Linked DNA regions of Mus musculus: region 1 is linked to region 2. The links are chromatin contacts, called in public Hi-C maps. All regions are on one chromosome and are shown on one strand. Each heading gives the region's core, a stretch centred on a gene start, on an enhancer-like site or on the middle of the called end of the contact. The rest is flanking DNA. Distances are from core to core; before and after follow the strand shown. Region 1 overlaps Nrxn1 (neurexin I). Region 2 overlaps Nrxn1 (neurexin I).

Region 1 (6,576 bases), core at 2,055-4,554, 200 kb before region 2:
TCCACCATTTCCATGGCAGCAGCAAGCATCATTCAGTGCCTATTGCAATCTACAGGTCACCAGCATCCTTGCGAGGCGGACACGGTGGGTCTGCAATGCCAAGTTCTTGCGGGTTATCCTCTTGCTTCCCCTCTTCAACCCTGCACTTGATCGCGGCGTCTCGGCCCTTAAGGCTCTAAGATGTGGGAGCCAGAGAAAAGGGAGGTGCATTTAGGTGTGCTTGTTGGGAGCCACTTATCTCTTTGAAGACAATAGAAAGGGATGGGTGAAGGCAGCGCGGGTGTTTGTGGTGAGGGGTGGGAGGGGCGTGCCTTGCCGAGGTGCCGGGAGATGTGGGCATCTAATACAGGACCAGCCTGGGCAGGGAGCCTGGCCCCGCTGAAAGGGGGTGTCTCTCGCCAGAAGGTCACTCAGTGGCCAGATGGGGCGCCGCGCTCCACAGAGGTAACTGAGGGAGAGAGATGAGGGCTCTGCAGAACCTTTTGTCTGTGCAGCGCTGCCCCACCTCCAGACCATCTTTCCTGGCCCGAGCAGTGAGCATTCGAACCTGTGCATCTCTCCAAAGCGCTGCTTCCAGACTGCAGTGCCAGGAAAGAGGTCCCGGGACTAGGCACCCACTCAACAGGAGGCCATTCCCTCTTACCCCACGTGTGTCTTACTTGGATAAGGCAGCAGTACAGTGAGCTACCTACCCTCTCTGATCTTCGTCAGTCCCTACTGGACACAGAGCTCCTCCTGGAAACCATCCTTTCTCCACCACACACACACACACACACACACACACACACACACACACACACACACACACACACACACACACGGCCGAATTATTCTCTAGATGCAATGGGAGTGGTCTGAGACTTCACAGACCCCCATCTCCCTGAAGATTGGTCTCCTGAACACCGCCAGTCTAGCTCCCTCCTCTGTGCAATTCTTTCCATGGAGTGCAGGCTTCCTGGACTAAGCCAGGAGTTCTGCCTGGAAGAAGAGAAATTTCAGGAAAAGGGACCTATTTTCCAGTTTGTTAGGGAAGATCTGAGTGTAGAGAAATGCCTTGTGAGCCAGTATCCTCTTATGTTTAGATGAAAGCTATATCAGATTCACCGAATTGCCAAAAATAAAATAACAAAATCAGCCAGGTTTCCCGCCCCCCCCCCCTTTCTCAGTGCCTGTGAGGCTTTTTTCTTTGTCTCTTCTGAGTGTAAGACCTACTCATTTACCCAGCAGGCTGGACGCTGTGATCACTTTCTTTGGCTGTTCTTCCATTTCTTTCTTGCAGTCAATTCACCTTTGAGACTCTGCTCCTTGGATCCTCTACTCCCTCTCATGTATTTCCCCTCCCAGGGGCAACTGTTAGTACTATGATGTCGGGCCCTTCTCCTGGGATAGACTTCCTACCTCGGGACTCCTGTGGGCTAGGCATGAAAAGCTACAGCATGATCTAATGAACAGAGACAGGTCACCCTGGCAACCCCTCACTGGGAGTGGAATAGTGACACACTTTACATTGGCTCCAAATAATTGATTGTTTACCTCACCTGGTTCTTGAAGGAATTCCTTTAGAGACACCTAGTAAAACCCGAACCAGGGCTTTCTATAATATCAGAGGGCAGATCCCTGGGAAACCATAGAGTTCCAGGTGCTCTTCCCTCTGACTCCCTAGATTCTGGGGAGCATACTGCTACCTTACCTGAGTGTAGCCCTCAACCACTGCTCTGCCTTTGTGCAGAATTATACCACTCCTGTGGGAGGAAGGAGAGCCAGGGCACAGGAGGGCCAGACAGAGCGTGGGTGGGTGGGAGTGGTGTACCAGATGGGGGTATGTGAGGGTGTGGGATGGCTAATTGTAGCAGTGGGGCGCTATGAGCTAATTATCTCATATGCACATAAGTTTCTTGTGGGTCTGACTCTGCAGAGTGACCCAGTGGTAAGGTCTGAGAATGTGGACAGGGCTTGTGGAGGTGACAGGACAAAAAGGGCCCCTGTAGCAATTTGACACTCCTTTACAAATGTAGCTTCTACCCCAGGCAGATGCCCTCTGCTGGTCTTTGGTAACATTTATTTCCCTCCAGAATAGACTGATTGTCTGTATGTGAATGAAAAATCAGGCTCATCTATCATTGAAAAGGAGAAATCAAGATGGGCAGGTAGAGACAGTGAATGGGCCACAGTAGGCATTATTCTTTAGGGTCAGAGAACTTTCTTTCTTTCAGAGAATGCTATTTATGTGGCCACATTTGTTTGTAAAACCTCCCTCCATTCCTACATACTCACCAGTCAGAATTTAAGGTCCTAAATAAAATACAGGTGTGAAGTTTTCACATGTCTCCCCTCCCTTCTCTAGAAAAGAGACAATTCTATAGAGAGCAAGCTAAGAACATTAGGCTGAAAAAATCGGTGTCTGAGGGTGGTGCACTCCGAAACCAGGGTGTGCAAGGAGAGCAGAGGGCCCCAGAGCAGGGCTCGTAGGGTGGGAGCTTGAGAGAAACCTAATAGAAAGAGGTGAAGTCGAATTTGTTGGGTCAATAAGCTTGATGAATATTTAGCTAATTATTAGGACAAAGGGCTCACAAGGAAAGAATTGCTGAGCCTAATGGATGAGAGAGAAAGCAAAGCAAAAAGGTAAATGACAGTGTGATGAATTCCTACTAGGAAATGAAGGCAAGTTAAAAAGGAGGCTTCATTTAAAATCTGTGACTCTTGCAAATGTGCATGTGTGGATAAATACATGAGCCTGTTTGGTTGTCTTAGAGTTTCCGAGAAGCATAAGACTGTTTGTTTTTTAATAAGGAGTACGTACATATATGTTAAGTGTATGTAAGGAAAGGAAAGCTTGGGTAGCATATTCTAAGGGAGAAAATTTAGTCTCTTATGTTTTAGAAACTGCTGGATCCAGGTTCATTCTTCTTCATGTTTTTTCATGCTATGCTTCATTTGCACTATTATGAGGTGTCACTTACAAGGTTTGCGGGTGCAGAGGGAGCTCATGTCTACCACACATGTCTTTGTGTAAGCTGACCCAATTGCAAAGATTGTGGTGAGGATTTTCTTAAGTGCATATATATGAGAAGCAGATTTGGAGACAGTTTCTGCCTCTCCCCTCCCCAATTTTGTATGAATTTAAAAACATAGATGGTGAAACAACTTCTGTATAAATTTTTTTTTTTTTAGTTAAGTCAGTGGAGAACTATGTAACTGTAAATGATAAGAAGCAAGGCTGCTTATAATTAAAGCCAACTGGAGTCCAGAATAGACCCGTGTGCTCAGCCAGTACTGCTTTTGTGCTGTGCCATATGTGTGGAGCAGAGAATGATGTCAGTGCTATGCTCAGGTTCCCTGCTCAGCTCCCAGCATTCCTAAGCACCAATGTTCTGCATACTTTAGAAAATTAGCTTAAAGCCTCTCAATATTTTCAGAAGATACAGAAAGGAGAAAACATTCACAGATCTTAGCAACTAAAGTCAGTTCATCTCTTCCCGCAAATATGAACTCTGGAAATTATATTACTGTGATGAGCTTATACTATTAAAGAGCAAAATGGTTTCTTCAAGGGGAGAAGTGAACGAATTTTAAAGCTAGGTTTGTGTTTAAGGGAACTCAATGACATTAAATAAAGATAAAATTCATAGCTGGAATTTGTAACATATTCTTCCAAAGTACTTTCAAGGCATATGACAAAGTTCTAAAGGGAGCTTAAATATCTTTTGTGTGTGTGTGTGTGTGTGTGTGTGTGTGTGTGTGTGCGAGGCTACTGAGACATGTCGTGTCAAAGATGGGCCAAGAAATAGAGCCAATCTCTGATCAGAGTGAAAAAGAGATTACAGTCAGAGATTTGTGACCCCATAGCCCAAAGTGATTGTATGATCTCAGAGGTAGAGAGTGTTCTCCATGTGGCTTCATGGGGTCTTTTGGAGTAGAATTCATTATGAATAATCCAGCCACCAGTTTTGTGTCTAGTCTATCTTAACACCTCTGTGTGCTGCATGTAGACACACTCAGTTGGTGCCCCACTGGTGTCATCAATAACTCTGTTGTGGACTGTAACATGCTTGTTGATAGAAACTTTCTGACTTATTTTCGATCACAACCAAGAGAATTGATTAGCAAATCTTCACTATGTTCTGCCTGGGTGAAGATCGCTCTGGTTATTGATTACTATAGGTGACTGGAGACATTTAACTCTGAATGTTTGGAACAGGTTTTGTTACTCCACACTTGGGCTGTTGACATTGTAAGCAAAGACATCACTGATATGTTCTGAAGAAGATGGTCAGTGAATAGTGTTGAAACACATTTTTGAAACATTTATGTTCTAAATAATCCTGACAGCCTAGAGAAATTTTGAGTTTGTCCCAAAAGAGTAATATATTTATGCTTTAGATTGTTTACCTATTTGCTGAGTACATATGCCATAAATGAAAAAGTATCTATGTTTGTTTGTGTACCAGGTACCATTAAGGGCTACAGTGTAAGGGAATATATGGGGGGGGAGGGGCCAGCTAGGAGGAGCCAGAGCACTTAAAGTCCAATCATCATGTTTATACCTTAGCTCTAAAAGTCCATACTTTCAGAAAATATCAATCTTTAGAAAAATAAATATAATTTCTCTTAGAAAACAGGTAATCTCCAAACACAATGATAAACAAAATCCTACAAAGTTTATCCATATGTAGTAGTCATCTGGACTACACCATAAAATGGTCAAATAAAAGTATGAAACTGAATTTTATCACCACTATCTTCTATTGCCTTAAATATTAATATTCCAGGAAGATTTCTTTGCACAATTCCCCTTTGTCAAGTTGATGCTTTTATTTCTTGTAGCATAAACACAAGTTTTATTTTTCAGATACACACTGGACTTGTTTTATAGGCGTACTTAAGATGGAAGATTCATTGGTTGAAATGAACACTGATGTGAGATAGGCAGCTCAGTCTGGTGGTGATAATCCTCAGAACGAGATTCGTGGGGAAATTTAGCCATTGCCACTTACAGGAATCGTATAAATTTACAAAGCTGTTTTTTGTTAACTTATGAAATGAAAATACAATAAATTACAACACCAGGAACAACAAATAAGATCACGAACTTTATCCTATGCAAACTCTAGAAGATTATACTATTTCACAATTAAGAGCCTAGTAAATAGTCGCTGTGCATAAAGGCAATCAACTGACTGAGTTCTAGGCCTGAGCCTGCCAGGTATGAACTGAATGACCTCTGGAATTGACTATTTCTTTAAACGTTAGCCTCTTTCAACTCTAAGGTCGGATGAGAACATCACTTCTCACTTAACATTGTGACAACAGAGATCTAAGTAGCTTGAGTGGACCAGATCGACAGGGTCATGCAAATAGGGAAAATGGAGGTTGAATCCATGTCTTTCAATGCATCTTCCTCCATGTCAAATATGTTTCCTTGAAGCTCTTGGGAGGTCATGGGCAGACCTGGTCTAGTTCATTTACACTTTTACCTGTTTAGTTGATCATCAGAGCTTTAAGCTTAGGTGTTTAACTAAGATTAGGCATATCTCTCAGAATGGATTACATCATTTCTTGTATAGAAAAGTGACTAGCCACCCTCCCTCTACTTTTACCTACACTAATAGTTAGCCATCAGAGACCCAAATATTGCTATACCTTGTATTTCTCTTTTATGAAAAGCACATATTTTAATATGTTAACAATCTCAGCAGCATACAGCTTGCTTTTATTGTTTAGTCAATCAAAAGACTATAAGACTGCTTGTCAAAGAGCTCCATAATGGTATATTCTCAGTGTCAACAACATAAGAATCTTTTTAATTCTTCATGCTCTGCTTGTCTTTTGAAGAGTTTTATTGATTCTAGGCATGCTTGCCCTACTTTTTCTGTTGCTATGATGAAATACCCTGACAATTGCAACTCATGGGACAGGGCTTACAGTTTGAGAAAAAGTTCATCATAGCAAAGATTCCTGGCCAGAGTAGATTAAGAGGTTGAACCAGTTACATCCACACTGGATGCTGGTGCTCAGCCAACTTTGCTTTATTCTTTCTTCCTTCCTTCCTTCCTTCCTTCCTTCCTTCCTTCCTTCCTTCCTTCCTCCCTCCCTCCCTCCCTCCCTCCCTCCCTCCCTCCCTCTCTTTCTTTCTTTCTTTATTTCTTTCTTTTTTCTTTTTTTTTTCTTTTTTTTTTCTTTTGCAGTCCAGGACTCAAGCCTTGAAGAGTGCTGTTCACTATTCGGGTGTGCCTCCCTATTTCGATTAACCTATCAAAGTATTTCCTCACAGTCATGTAAGAGACGAGCTTATTCTAAGGAACCCCTCCCATGCATGCTTTGAGACATGATGCCTGTCAAAGGTTGACAGTAAACGTTATTGCAATGATTGTAAATGAATAATGAATTCAGATTTTAAAAATAATCTGACAACACCAAGATTTGCTCAGGTGGTGACATACCTAGGTGCTTAGAAGTCCAGCCATGGGACTCATTCAGGCTCAGGGTTCATTTCCCTAGTGATATCCCCATAGCTCCTATCTCAAGGGAAGTCTGAAAATAAACACCTTTCTTGTCCACTTGATCTTCATCTTGGCT
Region 2 (7,070 bases), core at 3,675-6,174:
TTTAATGAAATATATAATTTAAAGAAATGAAGCAAAATGTGATTAGTATCTTCCTGTCCTGTCTTTTTGGGACAGCCAGCCAATGCATAAGCTTCTTAAAAGACGAAAACTAATCTAAGACTTTTTCTATGCATAGCTTCCATTAATGTTAATGGATTCTTCTGGGCATGGTTTCTATTAATGTTAATGAGATGCCCCCTTGAAGAAAGAAAAGAAAAGGAAACCAATCTCCATTTGCTTAAAGTAGTTTCCAGTGTAGGCTGAGAATGAGTGTCTAATAATAAAATATACTGACTCCAAAGACAGGAAATTATTCACCTTCTAATTTTGCTTTCAACTTATCTCAGTTCCATTTCTAAAGTTGTAAATTCAGCAAATCTTCAGGAAACAGAACTATATCAGTTGTATAAGCAGTACTAATACTTTTTCCAACCTAGGATCTCTCTTCCATTTAAACTGTCATAGAGACTTTTTCTTCTATCTCTTGAGTCGTGCCTGTACCTGCTACTTAAACAATGTGTGTTCACAATGATGGAATAATTGTTAATTAAAAGGCAGGGAGAATCATTTACATAGGAGAAAAAGGACAGGTGTGGTGGATTTCTTGGCATTTATTCAAGGTCAATCGGACATATCTGTAGCAGAAAGAGCAATTCTAATATGTGTTGCAAACTCAATATGTCAATTTCTGTATTAAAATTGTATGCTGAAAAGGGCATTATTTAAAATCCTGCCTGGTAGCAGCCTTTTAATAGTTAGTCCTGGTGCCAAAATTGAAGGACTACGTCTTTATCCCCAGGACTGCAATTTTCTTTTTCCTTGCTGCGGTTCTTTTCTCTGTTCCTTCCTGTGGGCTCTTGAATAAAGCAGCACATTTTCTAGTGCAGTAAACAGGTCAGTCATAAGTCACTCTCGATTTTCCAAAACAAAAAGCTGCCTTTTGTTAAAATGCCCTAGTTAGGTTATGCCACAGAAGGCACAGGAATGTGATGAGTCCTATCATAGGAGCCACTTACAAAGGTCACTGAAAAAAATACCCAAGGTCCATCATAATACCTCATTGTGAATGTGGGTACATATGTGTGTTCAGCTCTATAGAAAACAGTTATTTTCTTTTCTTTAACTCACTTTTCCCCTAGTTTCCATGTCGTCTGCATCTTGGTATTTATATATTTTTAACATCATACAAATGAAAATTTCATTAACTTTAAAGCTTGTCTATAATAGAAAGTATTAATCTTAAAGGTAGAGTTTCAGTTAATGTGGATTATTATGAAAAAAAATTAAAGGAGTTTTGTTGCTGTTTTGTTTTGTTGCTGTTCTTCTTGTTATTCTTGTCTAGTTTCATGTATATTTTTTTCAGTTTCTGTCTCAATTTGAAAACAAAATTTTTTAAAGGACTCAGTAGATAGTATTAACTCCAGGATTCCATGTCATCGTGAGCCCCTGGTTCTCGCTCAGTGACAGATGTCTAAGTTCCTATGGCTAAGCGTAGGTGAGAGAGAAAAATCTAGAGATTTGTTTCTGTGTTACAAAGAAAATTTAAGGATACACGAAATTAGTTTTATCCAGTTTAGAGTCACACAGTACTGCTGATTTTCAAACTGCAGATAAGTGACTTTGGGATTTTACACATAGGATTGCTGTCTTGTTTTCAGTAAATCAACCAACCATTCTAGAGTTCCTTGTGCTGAGCAGAAAGATCAGAATCCAAAGGGGCAGAGCCAGGTCACAAGCAGCTTGTTTATTAGCTATGGGTCTGCATGGAGCAGGGTAATCATTGGTCTGTGTATCTGAATGGGGTGCAGGCACAAAGCCGTTTCAAATACTGCTTCAGAGAAGACATGGTTATTGACAAATGTGTCGTAAACTCTGAATCCCTAGTTGAATAAGCTCAAATCAGCCAAAGAACTCATAGATGCTGAAGTCCTAGTAGGCTATTATGGGACGTTTGCGGATAATCTTACGTAAAAGATCATTTGGATCCCTTTAAGTTAGGGTTTGTAAGTACTTATCCAAGAATCCAGTTTTATATAATAAAAGTATAGTTTACCTTATGAGAAATCCTAGATAGGACAAAACTACTGGGAGAGCATGACTCTTGCCAGGGACCTGGGAGAGGATGAGACAGGCTGCCTCATGATGGGATTTTTATAATGATGGGATCATGTCAATTATTGCTACCACTGTGGCTGGGTAGCTGTCTTTGTCATGGTAATTAAACAGTTTGATTTAAAGGTTAGGTTTATCTCATTCTTTGTATTAGTGATGGAAGGAAGCAGGCCTTCTTGAGAAGCCACTAATTATCCATATTGAAATATCATAAATGATATGAAAAATGATGTTCAGTGATCTGGAGAACAGAAGAATAAGATAAGTTCAGGGTGTAGGTGTGGGTGTCAGCTGCTGTCTAAGACAAGCTCACAGTGCTGTGACTGCAGACACTGGTTAGGGTACAAACATATTTAGGACTGTTACTCAGGACAGCCAGATCTGTCACTCTCAGTCACCACTTTGTATCTTAGGAACAGAAGCAGCCAGCACCTTCTCCTAATCACGGCTCCTGAATCGTGGGCTTGCTTGGTTTCTACACACTGAACCCCACACTTTCCTGTGTTGTCCTCTGCTCATCTTGTAGCTCTGCTTCTGGCCCTTCTTGCCACCCATGCATGTAATTATTAGAGGCCCCGAGGGCCTTTGCTACTGTTATGTTTTATACTCAGGCCCCTGGAGATCCCATTCTCCCCTCAGCCTTTAATATCAGTGTTGATATTTCCAAATTTACTCCCATTAACTGAATTCACATGTCCTATCTATCAGCCAACTCCGTATTGATATTTTACTGCCAAAAACCAACATGACAATCCTGTGGATCGCTAGGTCTCCACAGCATCACCTCAACAGATGTCAGCTTGTGGATGCTTCGTACAGAGTCCTGCACTCACATTCTCCTGTCAATACTCTTGCTGGGCATACTCTAGTATGACCTGATTGTAATTAAAATCTACTCAATAGTAACCATACCTTGCCATTGGAGCAGTCTACTAATGCCCCTTTTACCTGTGTCTTGGGCTCTTGTTTTGTCCCTATGAAATTGGAAAACAAACTTTATAAATATTTTATTTTTTAAAATTTAGACAGGATCTTTCTAGGAAGCTCTCTCTGCCCTTGAACCTGCTATGTAAATGAATTTGATCTCTAACTCACATAGATCCTGCCTGCCTCTGCTTCCTGGGTGCTAGAATTAACGATGTGCAGCACCACCATGCCCGTTGAGAGCATTCAAAGACTTAAACCTCATGGAATCAATAATTCCTTCAGAGTCCTTCAAATCTACCTATCTTGCCCATAGTAAAAGTCAAAATTTTCCAATGTCCTATGAATTCTGATATAGTAGGAGGTATTCCCTTCCCCACACTCTTCTAGCCACATTGGCCTTCTCTACATGTCCTGCTTAATTTGCCTCTGAGCTTTTGGATCTGATGGCCAGGGACATTTTTTTAAGACATCATTGCTCTTTACCTAGCTTCCTTTGAGGAATTATAAAGTCACTTTTTAGTGACGACTGCTCTGGCCTCACTTCCAAGGCCACATTTTTATTATCTTTCTCTTACAATTTCATTTATTTCTCCCTTTTTGTTTACCCATGCATTATACATGAAAATTATATGAATTCAAACATTTTTATATGCTTGCTTTTTCATTGCTGGTATCCAAGTTAACACTTGTCCAGAGAGCGAATGTAATTGTAATTGCATTAAAAATTCTTCAGTAGATTGACTACTATACATGTCTTAGTGTAGATTCCTTCTGGTAGATTCCTCTCTAGATCTTTAAAGAATGGAAGGAATAATTTCTTTCTGGGCTAAGTTGCTCAGGAGAGCTGCGGAAAAATAAAATTAGTTCCTCTTTGCAATGTGAGCCTGCCAGAAGCCTGCTTGTTTACCTTCATTTAGTTGGCTTCCTAAGCAGTAAGGGATAGAGCATATCATGGCCCTGAACATTTGTCCAGGAAATGCAATAAGAAAGTTTGACCAACCCAATTTTATTATTTGGTAACTGTCCCTGTTATAATGCCCAAGTCAGTTAGTCTGTGTGGGTAAGATTCAGCTGCTGGGTATCAAATAAACTTATAAAACAGCAACAACAAAAGAAAGGGAAAAAATGAAGGAACTATCAATATCCTGGTATGTGTAAGGTTCTCAAAAGATGTATTATCCAAAGGCTGAGGGAGGGGAATCTCACTTCACACAGATCCGGTCCCATTTTGGAAAGAAAAGGCAGAAATTTCCAGGACTATGGTGGTTGCTGTTTCTCAAAACTAGATAAGTATTTGTGCTGGCAGTATTCTTGGAACACATAGAACTTGTAACCTGCTGCACCCCTTCTATGGGAGCAGGCCTTGTCAGATGAGATCAAATTGTCTTTTTGTTATCCAGACACAAAGAAAAGAGTCCCATGTTTGTGAAATTAGCTAGGGGAGAGGGACCCCAGTTCACTTGCATGCTGGCTTCCAGAGAGGCCATTGGAAAGGGGACTTCATACTAGTCCACTTAAGATAATTAGACCAGTCAATCGTCAGGCTTCGCTATGGACCTCATTAATGCAGCTTCTCAGAGAAGAATTTTTATTTGGGAAAATTAGCCCTGTGCTCTCAAGAGCACTGAAAAGACATCTTCCAGCCCCAGGTGAGGATCCAAGAGTCTTCATTATCACCTCTGGTATCGGAAGAGAAGGTACTTTGATTCATTGCCACATTCAGATGAGTGAGAAAAATGCTCCTCAAAAGAATGAATAGATTTTGATAAACAAATGGACTCTAAAAGGATATTTAAGCAGCAAGCGTATCTACTATAGCAGAGCTAGTCTGTCTAGACACAAAGGCTGCTAGGCACAAGGACTGCATTAGTTGTGTACAGAGTAAGCAAACCTCCAAGAGATGCTTAGGAAATTCAGCAACTGCACCGCTTTCGCTGCAATGCCTTTGTACAGGAGTAGAGTCAGCCTTTGTGGATTCCCTTTTGAGTGTATTTTCCTTTGCTCTTTGTTTGTATGCTATTTCATGTAGCACTGTAAATAACTCTGGCGGGCTTTAAGAAAATTCTGTTTTGTGTGGTTTACTTTAGATGCATCCATTAAGTGCACTAGTGATTAAATCCCAGCAAGCTTTATGACAAAATGCTGTGATGTTGCCTTCTATCCTAATAAGAAAACCATATTCTATATCTCTGCTTCCTGCTTTCCTTTATAACCTCCTGGCCAAGAGATATCTTATAGTATGTATAGAACTTGAAACACAATATTAAGTTTTAACCAAGTTCTACTGCTAGCTAGCCCTGTGACCATTGCTAAGTCTCTTCAACTTTGTTTTTGTCATCTCTAGAGTATGCAGCTTGCTTCCTGTTTCCTAAAGCAATTGTAAGAATTAAATGATGTGAGACAAGGAAGCTGTCTCCTATCTGGCATCTTGTAGTTATTTAACAAGTAACACCTTCTGTCATTACTATTACAGTCTAAGTTCCAACACCAGTAATTAATCCAAGACATGATTAGTCCCTGGATTCTTGCAAATGATCAGAGATTCCCTGAGAACCCCTTAAAATACTTTAATGGAAGCATAATTTTCATGGCCATATTAATTCTACAGTAGATACTGACGAAATGAGAGATTTGCTTATCAATACATAGAAAAGCTTATTTTCTATGCCTTAGTTTGGTCTGTTGTAATAAATTCCAAAAAGGGACCTAGAGAATAGCATTATCAAATCAGTAAATTCAATGAGCATGTTATCTACTTTAATGAAATATTTATCTATATGCAAATAATCTAAGCCTGGGAATGGATGTCAGTACTGCAATTTCATATTACCACAGTGTGCACTGTCATTGTACAGCAGAATGACGATTTTTAAGAAGTAATTGGTCTTAAAAACTCTTCAGGATGAAGTTTCCATGTACATATATAAAAGTAAATTAGAAATGGTGTTGTGAATAATAATTTACTACTATTTTCTCAGCCTAGGGTCTACATTTGCCCTAATATAAACTGTGCGTGTATGTGTGTGTGTATGTGTCTGTGTGTCTGTGTGTGTTTGTGTGAGTATGTGTGTGTTTGTGTGTATGTATATATATGTGTGTGTGTGTATATATATATATATATATATATATATATATATATGTGTGTGTGTGTGTGTGTGTGTGTGTGGTGTGTGTGTGTTTATGCTTCAATATTAGGATCTTAGACATTTTTGCAATGTTTAACCATTTGTCATAAAGGCTTAGTATATTGTAACCATTTTTGAAAGACTTGTGAGATTTTTATTGATATATTTATCTTAACTAAATTTTCTTTGAGAGTGTTCTATGAAGTAGAATAAAGTTAATACACACGCATGCACGTGCACACACACACACACACACACACACACACACACACACACACATATATGAAGTAATGTGGAAAAAAATTACAAATCTCGTATCAAATCATTTGTTTACTCCCCCCTCCACCACTGGCTTCTTGATGGACAGTCGAGCAGCACTCTTGTGAGCTCTTGCTCTCAGCAAGTCTAATGGAGTTCTAAAGAGCAAGTTGAGAGCTTTAAAGCATATAGATCTTGTTTTGCATGAAGCAAAAGAATATGGGAGAAACAGCCCTAAGAAACAGCTTTTGTGTGTGATATTTATGAAAATGTTCTTTTGTATTATTCTACTTGAATTCTAGCAGAAAGCTATATTAGGATCAAAACTGAAATACAAAAATGGCTCACATAAATACAGGAAAGCAGTATTGAAATGGGCTGGTTAGGTGGCAGTTTGGGGGATTGAAAGGCAAAGCCAGAGGTTTTCTGTGCATTCCTCCATGGTACCTCCTTTTGCCTTGTTATCTGAACTGGGATTTGAAACAAAATCTCTTGAGCTAGGATTACAGTGTATTCTCCTTTCAACCTGGAAAAGTCACTTTTACATTTTACATTCAAATGATAGATTTATTTTTAAAATGAACTTTCTCTTTGAATAACTCCTTGTCTATGGTGAGGTTTCCCACTATCCTAATCCCTGCCACAGGC

Evidence for each region. Hi-C and Micro-C count contacts between places; a contact is called where the count stands out from the background.
Region 1: a Hi-C map of cortical neurons shows a contact between it and region 2, with 1.9 times the contacts expected there. The contact joins two enhancer-like sites. A contact is called at or near these places in 2 of 39 promoter capture datasets (hippocampal neurons and pre-B cells), 1 of 15 datasets of contacts at CTCF or cohesin (pro-B cells), 1 of 484 Hi-C or Micro-C datasets (cortical neurons) and 8 of 115 datasets of contacts at active chromatin or transcription factors (the 230-238 cell line, embryonic forebrain, embryonic stem cells and 2 more).

The regions. Positions count from the first base shown.
Region 1 is chr17:90,448,314-90,454,889 of GRCm38.p6, reverse strand. All of the region lies in intron 17 of Nrxn1 (neurexin I), which reads left to right. Among named protein-coding and RNA genes, the nearest start is that of Gm32337, 10 kb to the left of the region's middle. Within about 2 kb of position 3,304, at least 9 of the 459 cell types and tissues checked have an H3K27ac peak or open chromatin away from gene starts, as enhancers often do. A contact at or near this core is called in cortical neurons, where this site is marked.
Region 2 is chr17:90,245,130-90,252,199 of GRCm38.p6, reverse strand. The region is part of intron 18 of Nrxn1 (neurexin I); the gene reads left to right. Among named protein-coding and RNA genes, the nearest start is that of Gm32337, 210 kb to the left of the region's middle. Within about 2 kb of position 4,924, at least 6 of the 459 cell types and tissues checked have an H3K27ac peak or open chromatin away from gene starts, as enhancers often do. A contact at or near this core is called in cortical neurons, where this site is marked.